Linked DNA regions of Mus musculus: region 1 is linked to region 2. The links are chromatin contacts, called in public promoter capture Hi-C maps. All regions are on one chromosome and are shown on one strand. The core of a region is the stretch at or near the end of the contact, and the rest is flanking DNA. Distances in the headings are between cores, read along the strand shown. Region 1 holds the start of Hrh1 (histamine receptor H1). Region 2 holds the start of Camk1 (calcium/calmodulin-dependent protein kinase I).

Evidence for each region. Promoter capture Hi-C pulls out the DNA fragments that hold promoters and counts their contacts.
Region 1: a promoter capture Hi-C map of embryonic stem cells shows a contact between it and region 2, with 4 times the contacts expected there. The contact joins the promoter of Hrh1 here to the promoter of Camk1 in region 2. A contact is called at or near these places in 1 of 39 promoter capture datasets (embryonic stem cells) and 1 of 115 datasets of contacts at active chromatin or transcription factors (pancreatic cancer cells).

Annotation. Positions count from the first base shown.
Region 1 is chr6:114,395,713-114,399,235 of GRCm38.p6, reverse strand. Hrh1 (histamine receptor H1) reads right to left here and starts at 1,300. Exons shown (of 2, transcript NM_001317125.1): 1 at 1,238-1,300. Gm38875 (a long non-coding RNA gene) reads left to right here and starts at 1,485. Exons shown (of 3, transcript XR_869365.2): 1 at 1,485-1,583.
Region 2 is chr6:113,342,318-113,345,534 of GRCm38.p6, reverse strand. Camk1 (calcium/calmodulin-dependent protein kinase I) reads left to right here and starts at 1,613. Exons shown (of 12, transcript NM_133926.2): 1 at 1,613-1,699.

The sequences.
Region 1 (3,523 bases), core at 51-2,550, 1.1 Mb before region 2:
CACCACGGACCAGCTGGGCAACTCTAAGCAATCTATTGAACCTCTCTGAGTGTCCACCTATCGCTCAATAACGGTACCTTGCATGGCTGCTGTATAAACTATGTTAATCCATAACCATCTCATAACCATGGGGGGGGGGGCTCTTTCTCTGTCTCCAAGGATTGCCGGTGGCCTTCAGGCCCCCAAGAGTGTCGGATCTCCACCTACTCTCTCCTTTTTGTTCCAGTAACACACTTCACCCCTGGTTCAGGGTCCTGCCCTTCCTCCTCCCCACCCCCCACCCCCCAATAACAGAACGCGCTCTCAGAGCAGTCAGCCTGGGGATCTTCCAGTTCCCTCAGCTCCATTCCGTCTGGAGGTGGGAGCCCCCTGTCGGAGGAGAGCCACCCTGCCTGGAGCAACCCTGTGTCTCCATCGCCCAGGCTAGCAAGCGCCTCAAAGGTGGCTTCTGTAAAGATCAGTTGTGCTCTGATTCAAGACTCTAACTTTCAGAGCAACACGGCGTAAATTGCAGAATTTGGTATCCCCTAACGCTCTCTGGGAAAAGGCAGCCCTCAAGGATCTTCTCTGCCATCAGAACACACCCTGGCCACAGTATCAAGTCTTCTGGCTCGGCCAGGAAACGACGATAAAGCCGGCTAGGAAAGGAGGGAGCGCTGGCTCAGACGCTTCTCATACCCAGACACCTGGTTTGGGTTCCACCTAGCTAAGAAGCTTGGATTCATCCAATTCAGTCTCAAGGCTGTTCTCTAAGAGACAACTTTCCCTCCCCAAGCCTCAGTTTCCTCCTCTGTAAAGTGGGTATACTAGTAGTACCTGGGTCCCGGAGATTCAGAAGGATTTGAGATAGTGGATGTCCGGAGCTTGGCACGGAGATCGCACCTCAACCCAGAGTCTGCGTCCACGGTTAGCATCAAAGCCAAACCCTGAGGAATCTCGGGGAGCCGTTGAGGAGGCCCCCTGGCCCAGAAATCGGAGGCGGACTCTAACCGGTGAGCCCGGCCCCAGCTCCGGGAAGCCACAGGTGTTTGTGCTTACGGGCATAGCAGCCACAGCTCCGATACCCTGCCCAGGCCGCTAGAGCATCCGGCGCGCCCACCTCGTGCGGCCACCTGCGGGATGTCCCCACCGCCCTGCGGGGGCGCGGAACTCAGAGCTGGGCGTGCGCGCATCCTTGCCCTCCTCCCGCCGCCCGCCACCGGGTTCCCGCCCCTGCCCGCGCTGCGCTCCGACTCACCCGCGCCAGCTCCGGGGAAAGTTTGGCGGCGGCGGCCAGACTGCTCGGTGCGGTGGCGGAGGCGGCCGCGGGGGTGGCGGGAGCACGCGGAGGCGGCCTCGGGGGAGGAGCCGCTGAGAGGCCCGCCCACCAGCAGCCCCAGGGCACCCTCCCCCGCCCATCTTCTACCGCCGCGCCCCGCATCTGTGGCGGAGCCCTGAGCTTGGCAAGAAGCCAAGGATGGATCGGAAGCCTGGCGACAGCCCTCCGACACTGCCACCGCATGCTAACCCGGGGACACGCAGAGCCACAGACCAGACCTCAGATAAGGAGGAGCTGACAGGATTCTTCGCAAATTCAACCGCAGGTGGACCAAGGGACTAGTTGGGTTTTTGTTTTGTTTTGTTTTGTTTTGTTTGGGTTTTGTTTTGGTTTTTTGTTTTTTAAATTAGTGACACTGATTGATCCGGATCACCAAGACTCGGGAGGTTTAGAACCGCACAACCACTGTTTCTCTAGATCCTGAAGAATGAATGCGCTCTCGCCCTCTCCCTCCCTCTTTCCCTCCTTCCCTCCTGTCCTCATCCTGCAAGTGCTATGCTGAAACTCAGGGCCTTGCGCTGAGCTATCCCGACCTTGTTCAACTCTCACTGTACCATTACACTTAGGAACCTGTGCCGGCTAAGAGGAGAAGGCGAGAGTGTGTTTTTGTGTGTGTGTGTGTGTGTGTGTGTGTGTGTGTGTGTGTGTTGGGGAAACTTAAGGAACTGTTTTTTTGTTTTTTGGGTTTTGTTTTTCTGAGCTAGGAGAGGGCGTTTCTCCTTCTTTGCTAGGGAAAACCCTTTTAACATTCAATTGTGGCTTCAGATGGCAACAGTCAGGGAAGGGAGAACAACTGAGGAAGGGAAGTGGCTCCTCTTTGCTATGACACCGTGCCCCCTAGAAGGGGCTCATCCTCCCGCAGTGGTATGTAGTTGTGGGAATGCAGGCCCAGCCCTGTGTGGCTCAGTTCCAGACTTGTATGGATGTCTTAGTCCCCTCCTCGTAGCCCTGATTTAAATCTCAAACTACACCAGAAAAAAGAAGCAGTCATCAGCCCTATTTATAGATGATGGGCAGGTTTTGTAGCTTCTACCATGTCCTCACCGAGAACTGCACTTCTAGCCTACCCAGCCCAAGTCCAAAGGCCAAAGTTTTTAACACAGAGGGGCGGAGGACAAGTTAATGATGTCTTTTACACAAAGGGCTTACTTGGTAAGCACCTCGATATAGCCCTTGACCTTGAGCCTGTCTGTGCCTGCCTGGAAGGTGGGACTCCAGACTCATTTGAAATGCCCTTAGGAACCCAGGCAACAGGTGGCTGAATTCAGGTCAGCTGGCAGACCTGGGTGCCAACCCTGCCAGACCCTGACCCTCTTTGACCTGTACCTCCAGAGACCAAGGAGCCCAGGAATCCACAGCACGTTCTACTTCCAGTTGCTACTCTAGGGCCTCCATATTTACACTTTGTGGGACTAATGCACTGTTTGGAACTGAAGGAGTGACCAGGATCGCACCTGTTATAAACTGTAAGGCAAGATATTTCCTCTTCACAGCTGTGGAGTTTACAGGAGTTGGGGCGTATGGCAGAGAGCCTTGGAAATCATCTCTCTTCTTCCTGAAAGTCAGCAGCGCCCGATAACTTGGAATTCTGCTTGAGAAGGTTTCACTTCCTAAGGCCTATTATGGTCTTGTTCTACCCATGGGATTTTTAGAAAAATCAGCATTTTAGAAACAGTGTATCAGGCATTATTTGAAGCTTCTGTTGTTTTTTGGGTTTTGTGTTTTGTTTATTTTGTTGTCATTTTGTGACTGACAGAGCATAGGGTAACCTGGGCCATGTCTAGCTGAAGTCAGCCAACTACCAAGAGGTAGGTAGCAAGTGAAAAAACAAGGCTAGTCCTCTTGTCCTCCTGTCCTCCTGTCCTTCCATCCAGTGGAGGCTCTTCCCTGAGAGGAGTCAACTTGCCTGCTTCTCAGAGCAGCTCAAAGGGAGGCTCTGTCTTCATCTGGTTTGCAAATGAGAAAACTGAGTGTTCTTGATTGGCCAAGCCTGAGTCACATGCTGATGGCTGGTCTAGTCAACTGCTCTTCAGACACTTAAGATTAAAAGAGGGCAAGAGATGGCTCCCCAGATTCAGGTGTGATGAGCAGAATGTGGCATTGGATCTGGGGATTGCAGGAGTCCCCTCTCTCCAGAACTGTTTTTGGGATTGGGTCAGTGTGTGTGTGTGTGTGTGTGTGTGTGTGTGTCTGTGTGTCTGTGTG
Region 2 (3,217 bases), core at 364-2,863:
ACTAGAGGTGTGGTCCTAGGTCAGAAGTGGGTTAGGAATCTGAGATTCTGAGATGTGAGGGAAGAAAACACCTCTTAGTCTCTGACCCTCGTCAAATCTTGCTTTTCCTGTGAGCCCTGGTTTATATGAAATCTTTTTCTCATGTTTTACTTTGTTTTGTTTATGTACTTGTGTATGTGAGTGTGCAAGTCTATGGCAGCCAGAGGAGGATGTCAAATGTCTTGATCTATCACTCCCCACCTTACTCCCTTGTACAGCACCCCTCTCTGAACCTGGGGCTAGGCTGGTGGCATGCTCCCCCTCAGTTCTGGGGTTACAGAGGCACACAGCCCCCTCCAGCTTCTTACACAGGCTCTGAGTATTTGAACTCAGGTCTTGTCCTTGAGCCGCTCGCCCACTGAACCATCCCCGAATCCTCCTGTTTTGTCTTTTCTTCCTCCTCCCCTTGAAGGAGAACCTCACCACCGGCTTGCTTAGAACATTTCACAATGCACCTATCTCTGCTTCTGAAGTGCTAAGATTGTGTCAGACACCACACCAGCTTGTTTTGAACTAGTGTTCTAAGTACTTGCACACCCACTACACAGAACTCTCAAGAAAACTTAGAGTCAGTCGTTAATAAGTCCATGTCTCAGGGAAGAAACTGAGGCTCAGAAAGGGAGAGCAGAAAGGGAGGTGGTTGACTTCAAAACCTTTCTAGCATCTTAGCTTAGTCTTCTGAGGCCTGACCACTCCAGGACAGAGGAGGGCCAAACTGGGAGAAACAGAGGTTGAACTCAGGAGGGAGAGCTGCCCTAGACAGGCCAGGTTGCGTCCTTTGCCTGGCTCCAGGGCAGACCTACCTCTAATTCCTGCCAGTTGATTCCCCTTCTAGTCTGAGCTCAATTTAGTCCCAAAGAGCCTTGCATAAACCAAGTCGGGTCAGGTCCCTTGGCCCCAAGCCTAGAGCCCCAGGAAGGGATATGCTCCACCCTCCCCACCCTGGCTCCCAGCCACGGTCACATGGCACTTTGGTCCTCTTTGGCTTGCTTCCTTAAGGATCCAGATTTAACTGCATCTCCCCCTTCCACTTCTCTTCCCTAGTCTCTTTGAGCAGTACCTGAAAGTGTGTGGGATAGAAGCCTTAGCTCTGTTTTGCTGGTGTAGGTCCTCAGTTTATCTGCCTATTAAATGGGACCTTACAGCTTTTCATCAGCCCCTTACTAGTCTTCTGAGTCTTGCATAGGTCCAGCTCCTTTTAAATGGAAGGTGAGGAGAGGAGGAGAAGGAGACTAAGAACTCTAAGGCAGGTCCCAGAACTGTTTTGAAAACAATGCCAGGTTCAAGCTGGCCAGCCTCTGGCATCTCATAAATATTGGTTCAAAAATCATCTGCTTCTAACTAAGTGCTGATTTCAAGACCATCTGTGGCTCTCACTTGTCTCCTGCTGACGACCAAAGGGCACATAAGCATGCTATAGGGCCTGTAACAGAACAACTGGGCCCACTTCTCCAGTCCGAGAGTGCTCGTCCCTAGTCCCCAGGTCCTCTGCCGCAGGCTCCTCCTCCATTGACATCAGAGCCGCAGGCGGGCCGAGGGAGCCGAGCCCCAGCCGAGCGCCAGCGACTGAGCAGGCAAACTGACCAGGCACAGACGCGGCGGGAGCTCCGCACCAGCCACCTCGGCCCTCGCAGCCAGCCCCGAGGCGGGGCAGCCGCAGGTACAACTGAGGGTTGCCCCGGCTCTGTGCAGCGGGGCGCTCCAGCCACAAGATACTGAAGCCCAAGGGTGGGAGGGGCGCCTGGCCCCTGGACAGACAGACGGAACAGGGCTGGGCCTTTCTCTCCCACCTCCCGTCCCAGGCCCTTTAGGTGCTAGGTGACCTCCATGGATATTGCCTGGATATCAGAAAAGGGTGGGGAAGGGTCTGTGTGTGTGTGGTGTATGTCCAAGCGCTAGGCCTGACCATGGAAGGGCGTGGGCATTTGGAAGAGTAGATCGGGGAGGGCATGTGAGGGGTTCCCTGAAGCAGGAATGTGCTTCAGTTGTGTAAAGGTATCTGGGAATTCATTTTTGTTGTTGCATATGGTGTTCAAGGATACACACACACTGCTGTCTGGCTTGCGGGGTAGAGTTCAGGGGAGGTTTGGTCTTCCTCTGAGGGGGTTTAGTTAGGCAGATTGTTAAGGCTTGGTTTGCTGTGTAGGGCTCTGGGCTGAGGAGTTGGAGGGCATAGACAGGACTAAGTTGCTATGTCTGGTATGTGGGAACGGATGCCACCTTGTTCGTGTGTGCATGGAATCAGTACTGCAGTGTAGGGTCTGGGTGTTTTGGATGGACAGGTAGGTGTGAGTGGTGTATATGAACGTGTGTTGATGCTGGGCATATGTGCACAACCAGGTGACGTGGTGTGCAGTGTGATGGATCTAGCAGGAAGGTGTCTGGACTCAAGATTCATGTACTGCTGATGTGGAGTGGTGTCTGCTGCAGGGTGTGGAACTGTGAGGGTCATTAGTGCTGGCATCCATGTGGGTTTGACTTTACATGGATTTACCATTGCCTCTTTCATCAGAAAACCTGGGATGCTGGCCAATGCTCTGGGAACAAGGTCCCACTCAAGGAGTGGACTCTCAGTTCTGGTCAGGGTGCCTTCTCTTCATTCTTCCCAAAGGAACCAGGAGGTTGCTTTCCCAGAGCTCTAGGGCATGAGGGGCTCTGTTCTGGCTTCAAACTCAGTTGATTCTGAGATGTTGACTTTTCTGAATGATTCCCCCAGTCTAGTAGTCTCCTACTGGACCAACACATGACACCCTTTGTCCTTAGCAAGCTTAGCTGGGACTCTCTTGGGCAACTCTGGACTCATTCTATCCATCTCCAACCTCAGTTTCCGAGATTTCTCACATGATACATGGGGAGAGAACCCACCCTTTCTTGTAAGATGACACAGAGCTGTCTAGGGAAAGGTCCAAGATAGGTCCCCTCCAGGAGGGGACAGACAGGTGAGATCAGTTTTCCGGCTGCTGGGACACAGACAGGGAGTCAGGAGGGCTAGGTCTGGGGAGTTCCAGCTGTGGCTGATGTTGCCTTGGTAACAGTGAGAAGGAGCTATTTAAAAACGTGGCTGAGATATTGCTGGAAGCCCAGGCTGCCGGAAACCTGATTTCCGAGAGGCTAGGGTGGCAAGGAGGAGGAGGAGGAGGCGGAGGAGGAGGAGGAGGAGGAGGAGGAGGAGGAGGAG